2 separate regions of the Gossypium hirsutum genome follow, and region 1 is linked to region 2. Evidence: chromatin contacts called from public Hi-C data. All regions are on one chromosome and are shown on one strand. Each heading gives the region's core, a stretch centred on a gene start, on an enhancer-like site or on the middle of the called end of the contact. The rest is flanking DNA. Distances are from core to core; before and after follow the strand shown. Region 1 holds the start of LOC107908333. Region 2 holds the start of LOC107945865 (plastidial pyruvate kinase 2).

Region 1 (4,774 bases), core at 2,165-4,664, 490 kb before region 2:
ATTAATTTAATAAATTTTTATAATTATTTACAAATTTTTAAGAATTTTTATAATATTCTGAATCACATTCAAAATGAAATCTAGACAACTATTTGTCGAGATTCACAATAAAATCTAGACAACTATTTGTCGAGATTCACGTGAGCTTAGATGTTCTTTTCCCTATGTTATTTTTAAACTTTCATTTTTACTAGTTTTTAAATAAAATTTTAAGATTTTTTATTTTTTTAATATATTAAGTTATAGTACACCTATGATGATGATGTGAATAAAAATATTATGTAACAAATACTAAAAGTTTATATAAAAATCAAATGGCACTTTGATTGAATCATTTGATTGTAATTGTGAAGTTAAATATTTAACCAGGTCTTTGGATTAAATATTTTTATTTGTAATTTTTTTAATGATTTTTAAAAATATAAAAAAGAGAAAAAAAACCTCATAATAATGTAATTTACATCATAAAAAAATGACTTTTAAGTAAATTTTCAACCGTGTATTATAGTAGAGATTTTGAACCAATGAGTAAATAAATAGTTATCTAAATACATATAAACTTAAACATCCATTTATCTAAATTCGGTCAATGATAATCTAACATAGATTAATATCCATCACAAATGACCTACATAAGAAAAAACCAGAGACATGTCCAAATCGTGAAATAAAACTTGGAACTATAAGAAGGTTTCTCAACAAGGTAGAAGCGTAACATGGTTAGTATTCGGTGGAGTTGCAGGCAAAGATTAATAAAAGAAATACAATAATAACATTCAAACATCTGTGTTAATGGCATTTAGATGGTGGGACTAACTGCATTCATGCCTCAAAATCAATGATAGGGAAAAAGAAAACCATCAAGAAACAGACCATTTGATGGTATGGTTAACAGACAGGAGAGAGCAGGATAGGATAAGTTCAATGCACAGAAGCAGCAACCACAACATATGACTGACACATATACATACACATATACCAGAGAGTCATTATTATTCAGAATTATGACCACACAACAAAACGCTTTGTCTAGCCTCAGTGGAGGACCTTTGCATCCTCTGTGATTTGGAGTGCTGAAATAGCCTGTGCTGCAATCACACCAACTGAAAGTCCGCCACTTCCTAACCCTCCATTCTCCAAAAATGGTGCTTGCACCTCCCTTCCATATGAGAAGGACCAGTCACCGTCCCCAGTTCTATATGCATTTGAGACCCAGCCTTGACAGTTTGGGTGAGGTTGATGGGGAAGATAGGCCCTCTCTCCATCCATATATACACCATAACCCCAGCAGTTGAACCCCTCTTCCCTGTTTAGCATAATGCTAGCGGAGTCATCAGAGTCCTCACCAAGTAGGACGTGCAAAGCGACGGCCTCAGCAATTGCAGCACCTTCCTCATCAAGCCTCTGCTGTTCTTCCTTCTTTTTCTGTTTCTTTTTTTCTAGCTCAGAACGGATGGCTGCGGATGTAGCAAGGGCTTTCTCCAACCGCCTCTTTTTCTTCTCAGCCTGTTTAATACGTTCCAACTCATCCTTCACCTGCTTCTTTTTCGCTTTACTCACTACTGTTTGCATTTTGTTACATGCCTTGTTATCCATGAATACTTAAAATGCTTTAAAACCCAGTCTTCAGTTTTTGCTTTAACAGGTTCCTCTAACTCGTATACATTTCCCTATAAAGCTTTTCTCTTTTTTACTTTTTAGCCTTTTCCCTAAAATAGAAGTTTTGATGCTACCTATTTCTAATTTTATTGTCTTATTACGAACTAATATAACACCAAGACTACTACACCCACTCAGGTCTATAGGAATATCTCATCTTGCGGACAATGCAATCCCAAACAGACACAACAGGGGAACACAGTAGAGATGAATAGTAAGCATTCACAGGCCCATCTCTTGGCAACATCCTCCCTAATTTCCCACAACCCTTGCATTTTCCCATCTTCTGCACACTAACAGGACCAATATCCTTATCCCTGCCCAAGCGTTACTCACATGGCCTACCCAACTGCAGTCAACAAGCAGAACATATGAGTCATTAAAACATCCAACCAAACTTCAAAGTCTGAACTTAAATCATACAAATATGTAAAGTTGGATGAACTAAAAGATTGATGGTAATGGTGAGACAAATTACTAGCATGTATTTAGAATGAAGCATACAGCCTTTCCCAAGCACTTAACAAGTGGAGTCTCAGTGTGTAAATTGAGAGTAAATCAGAGCCAGACAAAATATCCATTAGGAAGTTAAAATTGAAAATTCAGATGAATATCAATGAGAACATAGTATAAGCGAGCATGAAGTAAATTTCCAGAAACCTAACCCATCACACAGTTCAGTAGGACTGTGATTCAAGAGCAAAACAAAGTCAAACTTGCTAAAATATCATCCAATTTTACCCCCAAAACGATCTGATCCCAACGCCCAAAAAGGGATGAAGAGGATAAAAACAACTTTATTCAAATTTATAATAACAGAGTTCTTACTTTTACTGTGAAATTTGACTTACTTCCAATCTAAAATTCCATTTTTTCCTATCTTTGGTAACCCAAACAGAAGGTGCATCGAGTCTGTCCAATTGTTTGTCCTAAAACCCTAAATTTAGATGTAAGTAGCAGAGTACCATTACCGAAATGGGAAAGAAAATGCCATCTTTAATAAAGATAAATAACTTTAAATCATTAATCGGCATCAGATCCAAATACCTATCGTCAATCAAAAGAGGAAAATCACTGCCTAGAAAACCAAGAGATAAATAAAATATAGATGAACCAAACCTTATCAAGACGAATATTAAGAGAGAAAAAGGGTCCTCTACCAAGAGTCGTTGTAGTATGGACAAAAATGGGAAAGGAAAGAAAAGGTGCGTGTTTGGATCTGTAGAAAATCAGAGATAAAGTGGAAAAGAGGATATAAAAAAAAACAACAACGAGGGTGGAAAGGAGGGTGATGGAAATGGTTGTGACCAGCCAACGAGATACGGACACGTGGCATATACATATGAACCATGAGGGGGTAACCGGTAACATTGATCTTCCATGACTTTTTCTCTTGTGGGTTTGTTAATTGTCAGTGGATTGGGTAACTGTGGAGGGTGCGGTGTCACGACTGATGTCACGCCACTTGGCAATTATTGCGTGATGGATTGATTGCCTCTCCCTTTCATCGCCCCCAACTGATTTTTTTATGGGCAAACTACAACAGAGGTCACCCAACTATGGATTGTTTCTTTTTTGGTCATCTAATTATGAAAAGTTATAAAATGATCATCTAACTATTTAATTGTCCTTTTCTGTCACCAGCTGGCTAACTTAAAAATGAAAACACCCAAAAATATAAGATAGTGAGTTGACCAAAAAAGATAAAATTAAATAGTTGAGTCACTATTATGTAACTTTTTATAATTGGATGACTAAGAAAAAGAATACCATACTCGGGTGACTACTAATGTGGTTTACCCTTTTTTGTTGAAGGATTTGAATCCCAACTAAATCTGAACAGAGGCCCATTTAGAGCCCAAATGGCCCAAATACCATTCCATGCTCTGATTTTTGATGGCATTCCTCTCTTTCCATTTGTTGCTGTGCTTCTCTCTGCTAATGTCTCCAATCGAATGATTTTTCATCTCCATCTCCATCTCCATCTCCATCTCCATCTCTATCTCCTTCCTCTTCCTCCTAAAACCCTAAAATAGAAATGCTCTCCTTGCAGCTCTTCTCCTCAAATCCTAAGCCCACTCTCCTCGACTATCCGCTCAACCCCCTTTTGTACCCCAAATGCCTAAAACCTCCAAAACCCTACCCCAAATCGAAGCCCGCCCCCATTTCTTCTGTCCTTCAATGGAATAGAAAGCCTGAGCTGGCCGGTGAGACTCCACGCGTCGTCGTTATAACATCCGGAAAAGGCGGGGTCGGAAAAACCACAACCACCGCCAATGTGGGTCTTTCCTTAGCTCGTCTGGGGTTCTCCGTAGTGGCCATCGACGCCGACGTTGGCCTCCGTAACCTAGACCTCCTGTTAGGCCTGGAGAATCGCGTGAACTATACGGTCGTGGAGGTACTCAATGGCGATTGCCGACTGGACCAGGCATTGGTAAGAGATAAGCGATGGTCGAACTTCGAATTGCTTTGCATTTCCAAGCCCAGATCGAAGCTCCCCATTGGATTCGGTGGGAAAGCGTTGGTTTGGTTAGTGGACGCACTGAAAGCGCGTGAGGAAGGGTCACCGGATTTCATACTAATAGATTGTCCGGCGGGGATTGACGCAGGGTTCATAACGGCAATAACGCCAGCAAACGAGGCGGTTTTGGTGACGACGCCGGACATAACGAGTTTAAGGGATGCGGATAGAGTGACAGGGCTGTTAGAATGTGATGGGATAAGGGATATAAAGATGATAGTAAACAGAGTGAGGACGGATATGATAAAGGGAGAAGATATGATGTCGGTTTTGGATGTGCAAGAAATGCTGGGGTTAGCATTGTTGGGGGTAATTCCTGAGGATTCCGAGGTTATCAGAAGCACCAACAGAGGGTACCCACTTGTTCTGAATAAGCCTCCCACGCTTGCTGGGTTGGCCTTCGAGCAAGCCGCTTGGAGGCTTGTTGAGCAGGATAGCATGAAGGCTGTTATGGTTGAGGAGGAGCCCAAAAAGCGTGGGTTTTTCTCATTTTTTGGAGGCTAATAACTGGAGTGAGCTTGTTGGAGCCGGTCTTTGTACAGTCAGTAAAGGTTGGTTGCCTTTGAATTCTAGCTATATCAGTTTTAAGTTTCT
Region 2 (4,967 bases), core at 1,259-3,758:
CCCAACTAGCAAATTAAGAACATGGCAGAAGAAGTAAGACCCTTTTTAATTCATTTCTAGATCATTAAATTCTTTCTTCAGCTAATGCTACATATTTGCAGTCTTAAGACTCTTGATAATTGAATCATAATACTAAAAGCATATCATCTTTTCAGACTGAAGGCAAAGTGAGTTTGCGCATGCATGCTTGCTGCTGGTGTCAGGGAAAAAAAGGGGGCGGGGGAGAAGGGAGGTATTGTTATTAACAAGCATATAAAACATCAAAAGTTAACAAAACCTGAATACTTTCACAATCTCTTGAAGTTTCAAGACAGCATACCGTCAACAAGAAGCATGTCACCCACTTCTACATCGTTAACAAAATCATCATAGTTGACACTGACACAATCAGGTGTCCCAACTCCTCTCTTAATTGTAAAAGTAAATTCCTGCCCAGTTGTTAATGTGATTGGTTGAGGCAAGTCACCGCTCCTAACTTCAGGACCCTAACAAACAGAGCCAAAATAACATAAGAACATAATAAATGAAGGTTTACAGAAACTGAACTAATAGAACTATCAGACGAAAATCACATAATATCCAGTTATATAATTGTTGCCTACAACACTACGTCCAACAATTTTAATGGCTCATAACCTCACAAGTAAAACAAACGAATAAAGACAAAAACCATATGCACACACACATGTAGACTTATATTTGTATTGCAGACTCTAATAAGTACCCAAACCATATACTAACATACTGTCACTTGTACATACTTGGCAGTCTTACTCCAAAATAGAGTGTCATGATGACCATAACAGAACCTGTATCCAAAATCCAAGAAACAATTGGCATGTTCATATAGGTTTTTGTTAAGAACATTGTCTAAGATGACAAAATTCTGACAATAATTTTGACAAAGAAAGGTATCACTGATGTCTAAGTCTGACAACACCAAACTGTTGGCTCAAGCAACCTGGCATAACTGCTTTTACACTGTAAAAAGGCAAATGAAGTTGAGGGAACTTGCCTTGGTGTCAAGCATGATTGCGATAGTGTTGTCTTTGGATTGTGCATTATATTCCTTGACTAAATCAATAACTTTCTGATGAGATGCATGGTCTCCATGAGACATATTCAAGCGAGCAACATTCATTCCAGCCTCAGCCAATTTCCATATCATTTCCCTTGTGTTTGTTGAAGGACCAATAGTACAAACAATCTTTGTTTTACGCCTAACAGTAGGCTTGGACCACATACCCACTGATCCATCACCTACTTGCTGAATCCCCCTTAACTGCTCATATTGCTCCTCCCTCTGAAGAAAAAAAGTAAGAAAAGTTACAAGCAATGATTTCTGGTGATTTTCTCTCTTCAACTGTCCATGATAAGTTATTTGAGCATAGATATAATGGCAATTCAAAGCATAGTGACTATGTCATTCAACGGCAATGCCACCATCCTATACCAGTGTAAAGCAGAAATTTCAAGTGAAATACACCGTGTAACTGGAACTTCATCATTTTAACCAAACACTTAAGTTGTTATACACTTCAAGGTTCCTTTTCTTTCAACGGCAAGGGCAAACAGGTGAAAGTTATGCCCCATGTTACTTATTATTCTCTGGATAATTTCTTTAGCACAAAATCAACCGACAGTGCACCAAAGACTGGCTTGTAAAAAGATCTCAGCGGAAATTTTGACTCGAGTCCTAAATATTTCTCATTTATAGTCCAAAGTGACCAGGAAGTTTCCTCATTTTAGAGAAAAAAAAACCACCATTTCCATTTATGGATTGTGCAAGTTTCACTAATAGGATAATGCATTTTCGAAAATACAAACATGACCTTATTCAACTTGACACACTCCATTCTTATTAAAAAAAAAACAATCAGCATGCTCCATGATAATAAGATCACTCCACTTATATAATACCACGCCTATTGCTTTCTTAGCCGCTAGAAAAATCGAAAAAGTTAACAAAGATCTAATGCGTTTTTTTTATATTTTTTCTTTTAGCATGAGATGGCAGCAACCAAATTCATAATCAAAGCGGAAGATCAGAGAGGTCGGGAGTGGGCCAAACCTTAGGTACATCCTCAGGTGAAACGGGAATAAGTTCAGGCTCGGCACGTGCGGCTCTCTTAGCAGTAATCCTAGAGTTCCTAGTAAGCACGACGGCGTTGCTCTTCCTGTGGTCAGGTAAGAGTACTTTGGAAGCGAAGGACGCAGGCTTAAGCTTCTCCACTGGGTCCTGAAGGGATCCGGAGGCCTTGCTGAAGAAGTTAGCATGGATGGATCTAGTGGCCACCACTTGAGCCATTGCTAAAATGAGAGATAGAAAGGGTTTCAGGGGAGAGGAAGGCGATGGGGTTTCGCTGATAAAATTGAAGGTTGGAGCAATCGCCGCTAAAACAATGACTTTTAAAAGAGGACGCTGCAGAATGAAGTGTGCTTAGTTTGTATCGACAAACACTATGCACCTATTTTATTCAAACTGTTTTTTTTAATGTGAAATTATACATATAAATTTTAATTTAATGTAGATATATATTTTTTTTATTGTGATTTAAATATATATTTAAAATTTTAATTTTAATTTTAATTTAATTATATAAATTTAATGAAATAAATACATTAATATATTTTTATATGTAATAAATATAATTATTTATTTATAGAATATATAATCATAAAATAATATTATATAAATAATTATATTAATAATATATTAAAATTAAATTAAATTAAAATTTCATATATATAAATACCCATTAAAATTTGTTCTTTTCAAAAAAATGGATGGAAATTAGGCAAATTATTATTATTAAAACAAAGAAGACAATTTATTATTGTTGTTATACAACGTGGTGTCGGAACCCCTGGTATCATTCGTCACTTTTTTGTTCAAGTGTCATCATAACGTTGGTCTTGTTCTGGGTTGGGATTAAAGTTGAACCCTCCATAGGATTTCCAATTTCAATTTGCCTCTCGTGGTTTTCCGCATGTATCGTTTATGATTTGACTTTGACAAGCATTTCCATTCTTTTCATTAAACATTAAACTTGTGTTTTGTATTGGGTATATGGATTTAAATTTTTAAATTTTGAATTTATTTTAGTTATAATTTTAAATTTATCTCTTAATGTTTTGAAAATAAATTTATTTTAGTTAAATTTAATCCTCAACCTATTAAAAAAAGTTAAATTTATTTATTAATTTTTTAAAAAATAGTCAAAAATAATTTTTCCTTCAACGAGGATGCTAGCAAAAATAATTTTTCCTTCAACTAGAATGCTAACTAAAATATTAAAATTTTAAATAAAGCAACTTGCATGACAATCCACTTGTATTTCATGTTAATTTTTAAAATTTTTATTAAATTTTTATATTTTTTAATTTTATTTTTGATTTTTGATTTTTGATTTTTGATTTTTGATTTTTGATTTTTGATTTTTGATTTTTGATTTTTGATTTTTGATTTTTGATTTTTGATTTATTTGTTGACATAACATATAAGATAAATGGTGTTATGTTAGTAGGATAAGCACATAAATTGTCATGCGAGTTGCTCCATCAACAACGTTAAAAAATTAATGTTTTAATCAGTATTTTCATTAAAAAAATGATTTGACTCTTTTTTGAAAGGTTAAGAGCTAAATTTAGCTAAAAAATGGAATAATGATTAAATAGACAAAAAAAATGCAAACATTAAGGGCTAAATTTATCATTATGCCTTTTATTTATTATGGAAATAGTAACAATGAAATGTATATATCTATAATATTAATAAATCCCTGATTGAGTTGGTGTCACAAGTCAATCAGACACCAACTCGATTTGAAAATTACAAAAATGATCTTTCCTGTTTAAAAAATTTTATATTATTTGAAGGTGTTTTTGTCCTTTTAATTAAAAAAGTAATAAAATTTGCATATGGTGAAATTTAAACTCATGCCAGTTACATTGAAAAAACTTTAAATTTATCACTCAACCAATATTTTATTTTAATTACTTATATATTTTAATTGTAGAGATTAAAAATGTGATGGTAAATTTCAAAATTTCCCCATTAAATAAAATATAAATTTGATTGTTTTTAATTTTTTTAGTGATATTTAGTACTTAAAAAGTTAGTTTATTAGTAGCAAACAAGTAATTTAATCTATTTATTTTAATTTTATTTATTTATTTATTTTAAATAAAATAAATTAATAATATGATTAAATTGAAAATAGAATTTAAATATTTCATATTATTAAATTAGAATATTAATTTAAATTTAAGTGGCATTTAAAATATATTTAAAATTAAATAATGTATTATAATTTTGTGGCAAAAAAATATTAAATAAATAAGAAAAAGGTAATATTCTCTGTGAGAAATTTTAAAACAGTTACTTTCCATGCCCTCTTTAGTGTCTTAGTAGGAAATAGGAATATGGCTCCTCTAATTTGATTGAATTACAACTCCCAATTAAAATTGAAAACTCTCGCATTTTTTAAACACAACTTTAGTTTTATTCAACGCAACAACTTATTACATCAACATCTGTCACATACACTCTGCAATTTACAACTAATCAAACTTTCAACACTTTCCTTCACCCTCTCTGCTGAAACTCCCACAAAGCTTCTTTTCTCTCTACACACATGGTCACTGGAAACCTTCAAAACTCCAAATTGGACGTTCCTCGCATGTCTGACTGCTTAAGAGGGAAGAACCTGATGAAAGTTGAACCTAAGGCTGATCACAGTGGCACATGCATGAAGTTTCTAAACTCATTTAGTTTCTGCACTGGAAATTTTCAGCGCAGCTTCTATGTCTTTGGCGTCGCCATTTGCAAATTTCAAGAAAGTGTCAATGTCTGCATTATGCTCTGAGCTTCCATGTCTATTAAGATTGAACCACCTCCTATGAGATTTTGGTTTTCTGTCGCTAATAGCAATGGCAATGTCATTGGGGAAGAGGTCTCGTTGGAC

What was found. Hi-C and Micro-C count contacts between places; a contact is called where the count stands out from the background.
Region 1: a contact with region 2 is called in a Hi-C map of leaf, with 3 times the contacts expected there. The contact joins the promoter of LOC107908333 here to the promoter of LOC107945865 in region 2. A contact is called at or near these places in 8 of 34 Hi-C or Micro-C datasets (anther, callus, fibers and 3 more).

Annotation. Positions count from the first base shown.
Region 1 is chrA08:62,868,421-62,873,194 of Gossypium_hirsutum_v2.1, reverse strand. It overlaps LOC107908333, which reads right to left and starts at 3,414. Exons shown (of 2, transcript XM_016835549.2): 1 at 2,779-3,414; 2 at 754-2,008. The coding sequence starts at 1,596. The coding sequence ends at 1,036. It overlaps LOC107908590 (putative septum site-determining protein minD homolog, chloroplastic), which reads left to right and starts at 3,584. Exons shown (of 3, transcript XR_005899474.1): 1 at 3,584-4,731.
Region 2 is chrA08:62,380,488-62,385,454 of Gossypium_hirsutum_v2.1, reverse strand. LOC107945865 (plastidial pyruvate kinase 2) reads right to left here and starts at 2,508. Exons shown (of 12, transcript XM_016880020.2): 1 at 2,072-2,508; 2 at 1,016-1,303; 3 at 320-485. The coding sequence starts at 2,308. LOC107945852 (S-type anion channel SLAH2) reads right to left here. Exons shown (of 6, transcript XM_016880007.2): 6 at 4,483-4,967. The coding sequence ends at 4,767.